Regions from separate parts of the Xenopus laevis genome. Here region 2 is linked to region 1. A link is a contact called in public Hi-C data. All regions are on one chromosome and are shown on one strand. The core of a region is the stretch at or near the end of the contact, and the rest is flanking DNA. Distances in the headings are between cores, read along the strand shown. Region 1 holds the start of LOC108719006 (kelch repeat and BTB domain-containing protein 2). Region 2 has its middle 6.7 kb from the start of nt5c3a.L.

Region 1 (6,217 bases), core at 2,640-5,139:
CTCTAAACTACTTGAGCGCCTAGTCTACAACCGACTAACTTCATTCCTCTCTGACAATAACCTGCTGGACCAACTACAATATGGTTTTAAGCCACAACACTCCACGGAAACTGCCCTGACTCGACTAACTAATGACCTTTTAACCTCTAAAGCCAACAATCATTTCTCACAACTAATACTGCTTGATCTCTCAGCCGCATTCGACACTGTAGATCACCCTCTCCTCCTCCAGTCCCTCCAGTCGCTTGGCCTTCGTGACACAGCCCTGTCCTGGTTCTCTTCTTACATCACCAATCGTTCCTTCAGTGTCTCCTACAACGGAGTAGCATCTTCTCCCCTACCTCTTTTTGTTGGGGTTCCGCAATGCTCTGTCCGGGGACCATTACTATTCTCCCTCTATACTTCCTCCCTCGGCAAACTAATCAACTCGTATGGTTTCCACTATGACCTCTATGCTGACGATACTCAAATCTATCTCTCATCTCCTGATCACAACCCAGAACTCCAAACTCGTGTCTCCTCCTGCCTGTCCGCTATCTCTACCTGGATGTCGCAACGCTACCTTAAATTAAACCTCTCTAAAACTGAAATGGTTCTCTTTCCTCCAACTAACACCAGTAACATCCCCGAAGTATCCATCATAGCTAACAATTTCACTATCAACCCCTCTCCCCAGGCCCGGTGCTCTGTCATTCACTCCTCATATCCAGTCACTTATTAAATCATGTCACTTCCACCTAAGGAATGCATGTGTATAGAAAACGGATCCGCACACACACTGGTTAATGCAGTCGGGGAGTATCCCCTTTTATTCAGCCACCAAACATTCAACGTTTCAGGGGGGACCCCCACACTTCATCAGGATGGGGTGGGTGTTGGGTAGGTGTTCCTCCCCGAAACGTTGAATGTTTGTTTGGTGGCTGAATAAAAGGGGATACTCCCCGACTGCATTAACCATTGTGTGCGGATCCGTTTTCTATACACATGCATTCCTTAGGTGGAAGTGACATGATTTAATAAGTGACTGGATATGAGGAGTGAATGACAGAGCACTGGGCCTGGGGAGAGGGGTTGATAGTGAAATTGTTAGCTATGGGCTAAGGGACCCCGCAAAGTCAACGAAAAACCGCACCACCAGTTGCAGGATTGGTGAACTACAGGTGTATAGGAGAAATTACATTGTACTTCCACCTAAGGAACATATCCAAAATACGATCATTTATCACACAAGATGCTGCCAAAATTCTTATTCACTCTCTCATCACATCACGGCTAGACTACTGTAACTCTCTTTTAATTGGCCTTCCCCTCCAGAGACTGTCACCTCTCCAGTCCATAATGAACACTGCTGCGAGGCTCATACACCTCAGCAACCGCTCCTCCTCTGCCACGCCATTCTGTCAATCCCCTGCACTAGCTTCCGCTACATTTCAGAATCAAATTCAAATTAATGACCCTGACATTCAAAGCACTTCATAACTCTGCCCCACCCTACATCTTTGAACTCATATCTATATACTCACCCAACCGCTTACTACACTCCTCTACTGACCTGCTACTCAACTCTTCTCTCATTACCTCCTCACATGCTCGCATTCAAGACTTTGCAAGGGCTGCACCCTTCCTCTGGAACTCTCTCCCACGGTCTGTCTGACTTTCTCCCAACCTTTCTGCTTTCAAGAAATCTCTTAAAACACACTTCTTTCGAGAAGCCTACCCTCACTCTGCTTAACTACCATACGCAACACCACATACAGTACCACATTTCTCACCCACTTAATTCGATCTTGCCCACTCCCACACCTTGTGTATTAATCCCTTCCCTTTAGAGTTTATGTTCCTTTGCATAGGGCCTTCATCACTTTTTTTGTACCTGTATTGATTGAGATGTATGTAACTCCATATGTTCTATGCATTTAATTCATGTGATTTAGTTCTATAATCACATTTACTTTACAGTGCTATGCAATATGTTGGCACTATATAAATACATGTTAATAAAATAATAATAATAATAATGGTGGCAAGTACTTTTTACAACTCAATTAAACATCTGGGTACCTCTTATACTGCTGTAAAAAAGGGAATAAAAACTAAAGATTAATGTTGGTACCCATTAGATTCTCCTAAATTAGCCCATATATTGTCCTTACATTGTGAACATACCTCCCAACTGTCCCGTGTTCAGAGGGACAGTCCCTCTTTTGACAGCTCAACCTGCCGTCCCTTATTTGTACTGCAAAATCCTGATTTTCTCTGCACTGAACAGCCAGAAAAAGAAACAATGTTTCTAACTTAAATGGCTTTTTGCAGAGAGCCCAGAACAGCCACAGCAGATAAGATACTGTCACGGTCAGCACCCTAAATCTAGAACCAATGCTAAGCACCCTGTTCTCGGCTCTTGCTTCTGCCTTTAACAGCCACCTTTCACCTCGGGTGGAGCCCTCAGCTAATCGGATGCCGCCAGGTCTTATTAAGAGAGGTGCCAAGCGAAGGGTTCTGGACGAGCAAAGGTGCACGACGGTAAAGCAAAGTCTTTCGGGCAGAAGGTCACAGTACATAGCGTACGCAGAAAGCGTAGTCAAATCAGGCGAGGTCGGGGCAGGCAGAGTGCAAGCAGAGTCAGGCAGGGGTCAACCCAGGAGATCAATCAGAAGGGATACGGATACAGAAGAGTTACCAAGCAGGGTCAGGATTACAGAAGTCAGAATCGTCAAAAGCAGGCAGGGGTCACAACAGGTTTCAGATAATAGACAGACTTATAGCTCAGAAGCAGCAGGAACTCACAATATATGATCCTTTAACGGGCAATGAGAAAATCCAACCTGGCACTTTAAATACTTTAAAATTTGCGCCAATGCGCACTGGCGACACTACGCCGGCGCGCATGCGCCAATAAGTATGAGGAATGCGTGCAGCACGCGCCTTAATTAACAGGCGCAGAGGAAGAGGACGCCACACCACTAGACCACCAGGGTGAGTTGTTGCAGATACTTTCGTAACAATTTTGAGATAAGCAAATAAGTAATTGTAACAATATAAGATAACAGGTCCCTTGGAAGAAGTTAGACTCACAGCTTAAAGGGCAATTCACCCTCATTAGCAAAACTGGAAAAACTGGAAAAAAAACCCCAGAAATATGTTCAAACTGCCAAATTTTATAAAATACACCCTTTGTCCCTCTTTTTATTTCCAAAATGTTGGGAGGTATGTTGTGAAGAATGTTTCTCTTGTCATAAAACACTGAATAAGACTTCAAAATAACATCAATAAAGCATGGGTTACAGCCGCTGTGGACTAACTCCTTCATGAAACAAGGGAGAACCCTGCCAGGACTGGTCTTCACTCATGCCCATTTGTGGCCCCCGGAACTTTGCTGTGGAACTGACAGGAAACCTGCACCATCAGCGTCAGGACCAAAGGAAATAAACAGATTACTTTTGGTCAACTTCACCTATTGCCTTCTCCTAAATAAGCCAAATAATAATACTGGAACCATCAATGTAAAAAAAAGATGAGAATTAAACCAGGTCCTAGTTTGCAAAATACTCTTTCCTTTCGAGTCAACGTGACAGAAAAGGCAAGTGGGTACCACAAGTCAGAAAGCAGAAAAGTTGTTGCTCTAACCAGAAATTGCATAGATATGATTTATGAAGAAACAGAGAGAGCATGCTTTACAACAAACACACAAGAAAACTCTTTTTCCTTTTATTTACAGTAATTTATTCTGTAACAAAAGCATGAAGCGCGCGTGAGCACTGAGCAGAGGAAACCACATTGTGAACAAAGCAACAACCACATTCCGGCCGTTTCCGATTGTGTAACTAATAAATTACACAGTCTCTGCTGACCACGCCTACAAGGCGGCTTCGTTATGCGTCATTGCGCTTACGTGTAGTCGTGACGCCAATCTCGCGTGATGAGACTTGTGTCGTCGAGATTTTCTGAAAGACAGGAGGAGGAAGCTTGCAGTTAACTGCTTTGCGGGAGGTGTTAGTAGCGATCCGGCACTGCGGGCTGTTTTAGGAAAAGGGAGACTGGTGGGCTTTGTGTGATCACTTGGATTTGAGGGTGGAAATTCAACTTTCCCCTCCAGCCCATCCGGTTTCTATACGGCTCTACCGGGACGAAAACTACGACAAAGCGAGCAGAACAGGAAGCTGTGTAAGGGAAAGAAGATGCAGGCGCCCTAGCAACAGCCCTCCCTTCTAAAGCCTGTGGCTTACTGAAAGCGGGAACCCGGTAATACAAGTAAGTAGCGCTACAGCCGGCCCTTCATTTAGAGGCCAAACCCACGAGACCTGGAACGTATGTCCCCCCGTCTCCTCCTGATGGCGGCCCTGGGGAGGATGAAGGCAATTGTGTAATAGACGGGGTGGAAGTGGGCGCATCATTTTTAATCAGCATCGCAAAACGTGCTACTAGTGCCGCGCTGTCAGTAGTGTTAGTATAAAGATTCCGGAACAATTCCATAGCTTTCCCTGATTATTGGCTGAAGAAAGCAACATAGGAAAAACACATGGTGTGTGTGTAATGGCAAAACACGTGTATATCACGTCTGTATGACTTTTGCCTTTTGTATTTGTAACTTTCTCTAAAGGAGTGTGTAACAATGTATAGATTATATTTTATATAGTACCCCTATTGTGAAATATGAGTATTTTATTAGTCATCTAGGAGTTCCATGACCATATACTTCGGTCTCATGCTTTTATACAGTTCATGGAATTCCGGGGGGTTACTTCTAATATCCTCTTACTTTCCAACAAGGGGTACTTTATTATAATACACAAGTTTTAGGAGTCACGTGACAAAAATGACATCACTACTCGTCGTTTATAACTGATGACATCACTAGTCACCTTTTATATGGATATAATTTACAGGATATTCATGGCTTTGGTGTATTATATTATATATATATATATATATATATATATATATATATATTTGTTTTTTATGGTATTTAGTAGTGATAGCTCTAAAGCAACTGGATTTGTGAATTAGTTTTAACTGAAATGGACTTTTTATAATTTGCAGCTTCTGGATAACTGGTTTCCATTTAAGAAATAACTTACCTGTGCTAGATACTGGATATTGCCACCTGGCCGCTATTTTACTGGCCTGGCCGGTAAAAATGTTGCTGGATGCCAAAGTTATTTATAGGGAAAAATCACATAAATATAGGAATTCTGGTATTTTTTTCCCATAAAAGGTGGCATCCCTACCACCTTAATGAATGAACCTTAATTGATTTATTTCTTCTTCTAATTTTGGGATTTTCAAATTGCTAACACCTCCATAAAATAGATGGTCTTTTAGTTAACTGTACCTGCATGCAAATTTGCATATAACATTTTGAGGTGGAAAAATAGCATTTTACTTTGAACAAAATTTGTTCCCTTAGTTGTCAACAGCTTCAAAACTTTTGGGGGCATATTTATCAAAGGTCGAAGTTAAAAAAACTTCGGAATTCAAAAATACCCATCACATGGAGGTCAAAGTGGGTCGAATTCAGCCTACTTCGAATCGTACGATCGTACTTCGATTGAAGTTTTTTTTACTTCAACTTTCGGTCTCCCAAACTCCCCCCATTGCCTCCATACAGGTTATAGGAGGTCCCCCCATAGGCTAAAACAGCACTTCGGCAGCTTTTAGGTGGCGAATGGTCGAAGTTTTAAAGAGACAGTACTTGAAAAAAATTAGAATTTCGAGGTTTTTTTTCAAATTCGAATCGAAGTTGGACTATTAACTGGTCAAAGTACCCTAAAATTACTTCGAAATTCAAAGTTTTTTAACTTCGAAAATTCACTTCGATCTTGATAAATCTACCCCCAAATGTCACCCAGCATGTTTTGATCTATGCCATGCCGTGTTTACTGGCAAATTGTGGAATGGCACATACCCTCAAAACATTCTTTGTATGCAGTGTGTTGAAATCTATGTTTTACTGTAATGTGTGGCATATATAAAAAGAAAAGTATCCCTGTTGTAATATATAAGGGTATTATTAGGTGTCAAATTGGCCTTCTGCCTCTTCAATTTTAGTATATTATAGAACGGCTAATTATAGACTTAAATTGGCCTTCTTTTTTTTTTTTTTTTTTATAGTTTTTGTATTCTCTTTCAAGCTTTAAAATGGGGGTCAATGACCCCATCTAAAAAGAAAGAAATGCTCTCTAAGGCAATATATTTATTTCTATTGATACATCTTGCT
Region 2 (6,217 bases), core at 2,306-4,805, 120 kb before region 1:
TGAAGCAGCTATACGTGTAACAGCTTTATATATACACTAGGGTTCAGCTACCAATGAGTAATTATGCCTGATCAGTAAGAAAAAACAAAAAAAATAGATAAATAGGCCCCATGATAGTCAATGGCAGATGTCCTTTTTACATTTGGAAGATGTTTCTTGCCTTTGTGATCTTTGAGGGCATTTTGATGCTGGCTAATTGTGCCATTGTGGCAGGAACAATGGCCATGATGCTTTTCTCAGAAAAATGCTGAATTGTGGGAAAAAACATGGGGAATTGCATCTAACGAATGAACTTTCAACACTGCACTCTATATCCTACATATACTGTAGATATTTGGTTGTTGTATAAATGTTATCTTTCTAGTAGTTTTATTATTGCCTGCTTTGTAAATGTTTCTTACTGAGATACATACTCAGTGTTTATTAAATGTATTGATACAGTTAAACGTATTAATATTACTCTTATATCCCTTTCCACCATTAGAATATGGTGACCTCTTTCTCTGTTACTACATTTGTGCTGAAAACTGTCACCACCTTGAACTTTGTGCTTACCCCAAAGGAGTCTTATTTCTTCTTCTTCCACTCTTCTCTTAGCAATTGTATACCAACCTTAGTAAATATAGCCTATAAGTCAGCAACTCTGTCTTCCAGTCCATCAATCATTTGATCTGACAAAGTTAAACGAATATTTAAAGACATTTCTTGCATCATTTCCAGATCTATAACATCTGCTCCTGTCATTCTGTCATGTTTGTCATTAGACACTGACAAGGATTGTAAGGGTTTTGCACCTGCTATTATGCTGGACGAAATCCATAGCTTAATTTGACTTTAGGCCCCCAAATAAATGTCATTTGTTGTACATCTGATACATCTTATTTGCTCTTTAATTAAAGTAAATATTCAAATATTTGTGCTAACATGTTATTGTTGACTTTTGGTTTCTGAAACTAAATATGTTTGTTTTGCCAGTATGTGTAGAACAGGCAGGCAATATTGTAGAAAACAATCCTATGATTCTTTATTACAGATTTTAACAGAGACTTTATGGGTATTATGTAATAATACAGTAGATGTAACATTCATTACAGGTCTAGTTTCATATAGCAACCAATCAGGACCAATTTACGGTAGCAGTGGTCCAGGGCAAAGACTCAATGGTGGGCCAAACATCACAAGCAAAAAAAGTGTTCTGCTAAATATACCAGTTATAACACATATTCCAGTAGAAATAAATATGGTTGGAGTTGGAGAGCTCTTCTCGTTGATTAAAACAAGGAGGGGGTTCTGCCATTTTTAGGTTATGTTTCTGTCATAATTAAAAGTATACAGGTATGGGATTCGTTATCCAGATACCCATTATCCAGAAATCTCCAAATTACAGGAAGGCCATCTTCAAATCCAAATCTTTACAAATAATTACCCTTTTCTCTGTAATAATAAAACAGTGCCTTGTACTTGATCCAAACTAAGTTATAATTAATCCCTATTGGATGTATTGGGTTTATTTAATGTTTAAATAATTTTCTAGTAGACTTAAGGCATGGAGATCCAAATTACAGAAAGATCCATTATCTGGAACCCCAGGTCCTGAGCATTCTGGATAACAGGGCCCATACCTGTACCTGTTGTCCATATTGTTTTAATACCATTCTGAACTTTCACAGACACATTTTATTAGTATATCTTATTTAAATAAGCAAATATTTATAGACATTATGCATTTATATTGAATCCCCAGTATATCTGTGAAAGTAATTACCCTTGTTTACCAAATACTGTTACTGAAATAACTTGCATGGTCTAAATTTAGTAACCGCTTATACAGCAACTGCTTTGAGTGGGATCATCTTTAAAAGCCTGTTTAAATGGCATATCTGAAAACAACTAGATTGAAGAAAGGGTTTGAAAGGAGAACTATCCCTTTTAATTTTTTGAATATGCAATTTATTTTACAGTAAAATGAATAAATGTGTAACTATGCTTCATAGTATCCAGATATGATTTAGGGCCAAATAAATAATAGGGGGCCTTGCTTTAAAGGAATATTTACAGTTTTCTACATTTAGCAGGAATGCATTCATATGCATTTACAAAACTAGCAGATTCTAACATAATGTTTCTCTAGAGCCCCATGCCCCTCCCTCAATGTTTACGTTTGTCCTCATCCTATTGGGATTTTTCCCCACCCTCCAAGCCTGGCATCAATCCATGAAACAGCTGACGCAGGAGCTGTGTCACTCAGAAATTAAGGTCAGTAAGGGGGAGGGACTGTGGAAAGGCAGGAGGTGCAAGAGAAACATAAACATTGGGTAAATGTGGCAACACTACGTAGACGAAAAAAAAAAATGTAAAATCAGGGAAATGTATTATACATAATATACAGGTGGGACCACAAAAAGTGATGTAAAACTAGGGGAAACTTAAAATCAGTGGATGTAATATTAAAGGGATGCTGTCATGGGAAAACATGTTTTTTTTCAAAACGCATCAATAGTGCTGCTCCAGCAGAATTCTACACTGAAATACATTTTTCAATTTTTTATATTCAATTTTGAAATCTGACATGGGGCTAGACATATTGTCAGTTCTTCGTGTTTTTTTGTTTTGTTTTGACTCCAATTTTTTGAGATTTATTAAAACAAAAAGCCTGAATCTGAAAATCTGCCATCTCTGACCTGCTGAGGTTTTGTATAAGTCAATGGCAGAGATCCTTATACTATTCTGAAGTTTCTGTGGTCTGCGCTGCAATTTGGCCAAAAATCTGACCAATGCTCTTTTCGGGCAAAAATGTGACAAATTCTGGCTTTTCGGAGGAAAAGCCCAAAAAAATCGAGCGATTTGGGGAAAAAACTCTGAAAAAATCATATGATTTGGGTTTTCACTTGATTTTATCGAGTTTTTACCCGAACTTGAGTTTGGTTGTGGTTTTTTTATTTAAAAAATGTGATAAAAAATGCGATAACCCTCATAGTGTTGTCTGGAAATATCCGCTGGAGAATATGGTAATAGATAACTGTAAACATATTCCCCATGAAGCACTACTTCTCTAATATAAATTTTGCCAGCTTATATTGTGAGACTGTCAATACCCATTATTATTAGATTTGCTTATAATACTATCTGTATTTTATTGCTGCAATGTATTTCTGTATAATAGAATCAACTGAAAAATTGCTTAGAATATGTCCATATATAACATATTTTTTGTAATGGACAAAGAAAGCCTAGTGCACCCATAGAAACACAATTTGTTTTAAATAAATACTAAAAAGAAAATCATAAACAAATTGTTGGCAGCAGATTCTGACTTTTGGACTTTTTTGTGGCTCAGCAATTTCATTTGTTCCATAAAACATGTCCAAGCATGTCTGACTTTGTATATGTTTGGTTTTAGACCAGACCACAAAGTAGCACCTTTTGTTTTTTTGTGTAAGAAAGGCATTGCTTCTGTTTCAGAGCTGTCAGAGCTACAGGATTTACATAACTGTAGCAAATGACCCCGTGTAAGGATTCCGTCCCTGGCACTGGGCCTAGTTATGTGACTGTGCGTCAGAGAAAGCCAGGCTCTGCTAGCAGATTAGTCTGTCTATTTATGGAAACGCCCTTATGTACACAGTGAGCTATATAAGCTCGAGGCAGACAAGCAGAATTTTTCTTTTCTCTGTTTAGCTGCCTCAGTGAATTTTATGGTAAGGACTTTCTGGCAATGTAAACAAGCCCTTTAAAGGCTGTCTGATCTCTGGGAGCAACATCGCATGTATTTGTGCAACTATATCAAAAGAAATATATTCTAATTTAAAACCTAATAACAGCAGAGCCCCATTAGAGTATGAGATATACCAGATTATATGCGGGTTACAGAAATAACATCTCTGACATGAACTGTGCTTAATATAATGAAAATGCATGTGTTCTGTACAATCTGTTATTTGCTGAATGTTCTAACCTCTTCTATTGAGGAATTAATACATTTGTGAACTGTACATATGTATATATGTATTTTTTAAGACAGAGTCTTAGCTTTTTCTGCATGCTGGTTGTATGCCTTTTCGTTTACTAAACCATAACCAAACACCATAGTCAGTACACAAAGAATAGAATAGAATTCAGTAATTGTTTGACAGCTAAAATCTGTTGTCTGGGGGTTGTGCCTTCTGTGGAGTATCAGGGATTGTGTACTATTGTCTTTGACATATAAAGTATTGTAGTGCCTAAACTTTTGTTACTGATCCACAAACACCCCCCTTCTGCTCTTCCACATCATGTGATTTAAAGGTAAAGTATCACATCATAAGGTAAGTAAATTAAGCTCTTTATGTTGTTTTATCCTTTTCCTTTGTGGAGTATCAAAATATTATGTTAACTGGGTCTTGTTACAGTAAATAGATAGATAGTTTGTGTTATTGGTAAAGGGGAAGTTCACTGTTATATTAAATTAGTATGATGTAAATTGACAGAAACGTTAAGAATCTTTACAACTGGCAAGATATTTTATGTTTTTATAATTTGACTTCTTGTTCTGTCACTCTTTACGCTTGGAGTTTAAAATGCTATTTAAAATTCTCTGTTAAGCATTATTGCTGAAGGAGCTGTTTCCTACCCTTAAATAGATGTTTAAAAATGTAAGTGGCAGTTACAACTAGTACTACCTATATCACACATTACAGTTCATTTAAGATGCACTGCCCCTTTCAAATGAGACTTTTGTTGCCAATCTTCCTTCTAATTACTTCTCGGCTACGTGCGCAAAAAATTTCTTTTGTACGTACATTTTAAACTTGTGTGCCCAGTTTTTATAAACTGTGTGTTCATGTCAGAATTAATACAAAATGTTGTATTTTCACACAAAATTCTCTGTGCGTAACATAATATGTTGTGTGCGCTGGCCTCAAAACATGTTTGCGCTCATGAGGCACACCTTAGTCTGAACATTGTTTGTTGTCCTTTAAATCTATATTAAGTTGAACTGCATTCGATTTCTTAATATGATTAAATGTTGAAGACTATTTATTGGACACCTTGGCAAATTTGCAATGCTTGCTAAGTAATCTCAGGTGACTTAGGGCAGAGACACATGCGAAGATTCGGGGAGATTTAGTCACCCGCCGACAAATCACATTTTCTTGGGGCTACAAATCTCCCCAAACCTCAGGGAAACTTCGTATGACTTCTGAAAACAAAGCGGTCCAAGTGCCATGCCGCTGGAGATTTAGAAGGCTTTTCGGAAAGATTAGTTGCCCAAAGAAGAGGCGATTTGCCGTCGGGTGACTAAATCTCCCCGAATCTTCTGGTGTGTCTCTGCCCTTGAGGTGTAGAAATGAATTTTAAAGGTGGCTGTACATGGGCCAACTAGGCTCGGTACATGACTGGCTTTGTACATGATTCTTTTATCTGTAACCGTATTACGACATAATGAAGGCCATAGCAATGTAGTCAACTTATTTACCTAGAGCAACCTGTATTGTCAGATAACAATGCTGCTAGTTTCGATATGCAAAGAAATGAAACCTTTCAGGAGATTAATAAGTGGAGATTCAAACTGAATGTATAAATACAGAGATAAAGCCAAATTTATCTCCAGCCCCAGTAACTAAGTAACAAAGCTATCTGGAAATCCAATGCCTGCTGGCTTCATTTCCACAGTATTGATGTGTTGCTGCTCTGAGATAAAGGCTATATACCTAAAGATAACAAGGCAAATAACTAAAACATTATACATAGTTACATAGTTCATTTGGGTTAAAAGAACTATAGTCCAATAAAGTGCAACACCTTTAAATAATCTCCAGTGCATATACATACACATACCATAGACTTTTTGAAAATTTGCTGTCTAGTTCTCCTATTTAAATTAATTGCTATTGCAATCAAGTTGCAGCATTCTGTATGGAACTTATAGTTTTGCACAATTTAGCAAAACTAGAGATTTACAATGCCCACCTCAAGGTCATTAATAAACATGTGTTAAAAACAAATAACCAAGGACAGACCCCTGCAGTATTGCACTACATACAAAGGTCCAATTAGTAAATGTTCCATTTATCACCACTCTTTGTAATCTATCCTTCAACCAGTTCTCTATCCAAGTACAAATATTATGTTTCAGGCCAATATAATATTCCTTAATTAAGTAGATCACATCCACTGCTGTTATAATGGATCACATGCTAGGTATCCAAGCAAGCCTCTGGAAGTATCACTATGTCAGGCA

What was found. Hi-C and Micro-C count contacts between places; a contact is called where the count stands out from the background.
Region 2: a contact with region 1 is called in a Hi-C map of the XTC cell line, with 4 times the contacts expected there. The contact joins the enhancer-like site here to the promoter of LOC108719006 in region 1. A contact is called at or near these places in 2 of 4 Hi-C or Micro-C datasets (the XL177 cell line and the XTC cell line).

The regions. Positions count from the first base shown.
Region 1 is chr6L:65,665,687-65,671,903 of Xenopus_laevis_v10.1, reverse strand. It overlaps LOC108719006 (kelch repeat and BTB domain-containing protein 2), which reads left to right and starts at 3,889. Exons shown (of 5, transcript XM_041566138.1): 1 at 3,889-4,251.
Region 2 is chr6L:65,788,374-65,794,590 of Xenopus_laevis_v10.1, reverse strand. No RefSeq gene overlaps it. Among protein-coding and RNA genes, the nearest start is that of nt5c3a.L, 6.7 kb to the right of the region's middle. Within about 2 kb of position 3,555, at least 3 of the 7 cell types and tissues checked have an H3K27ac peak or open chromatin away from gene starts, as enhancers often do.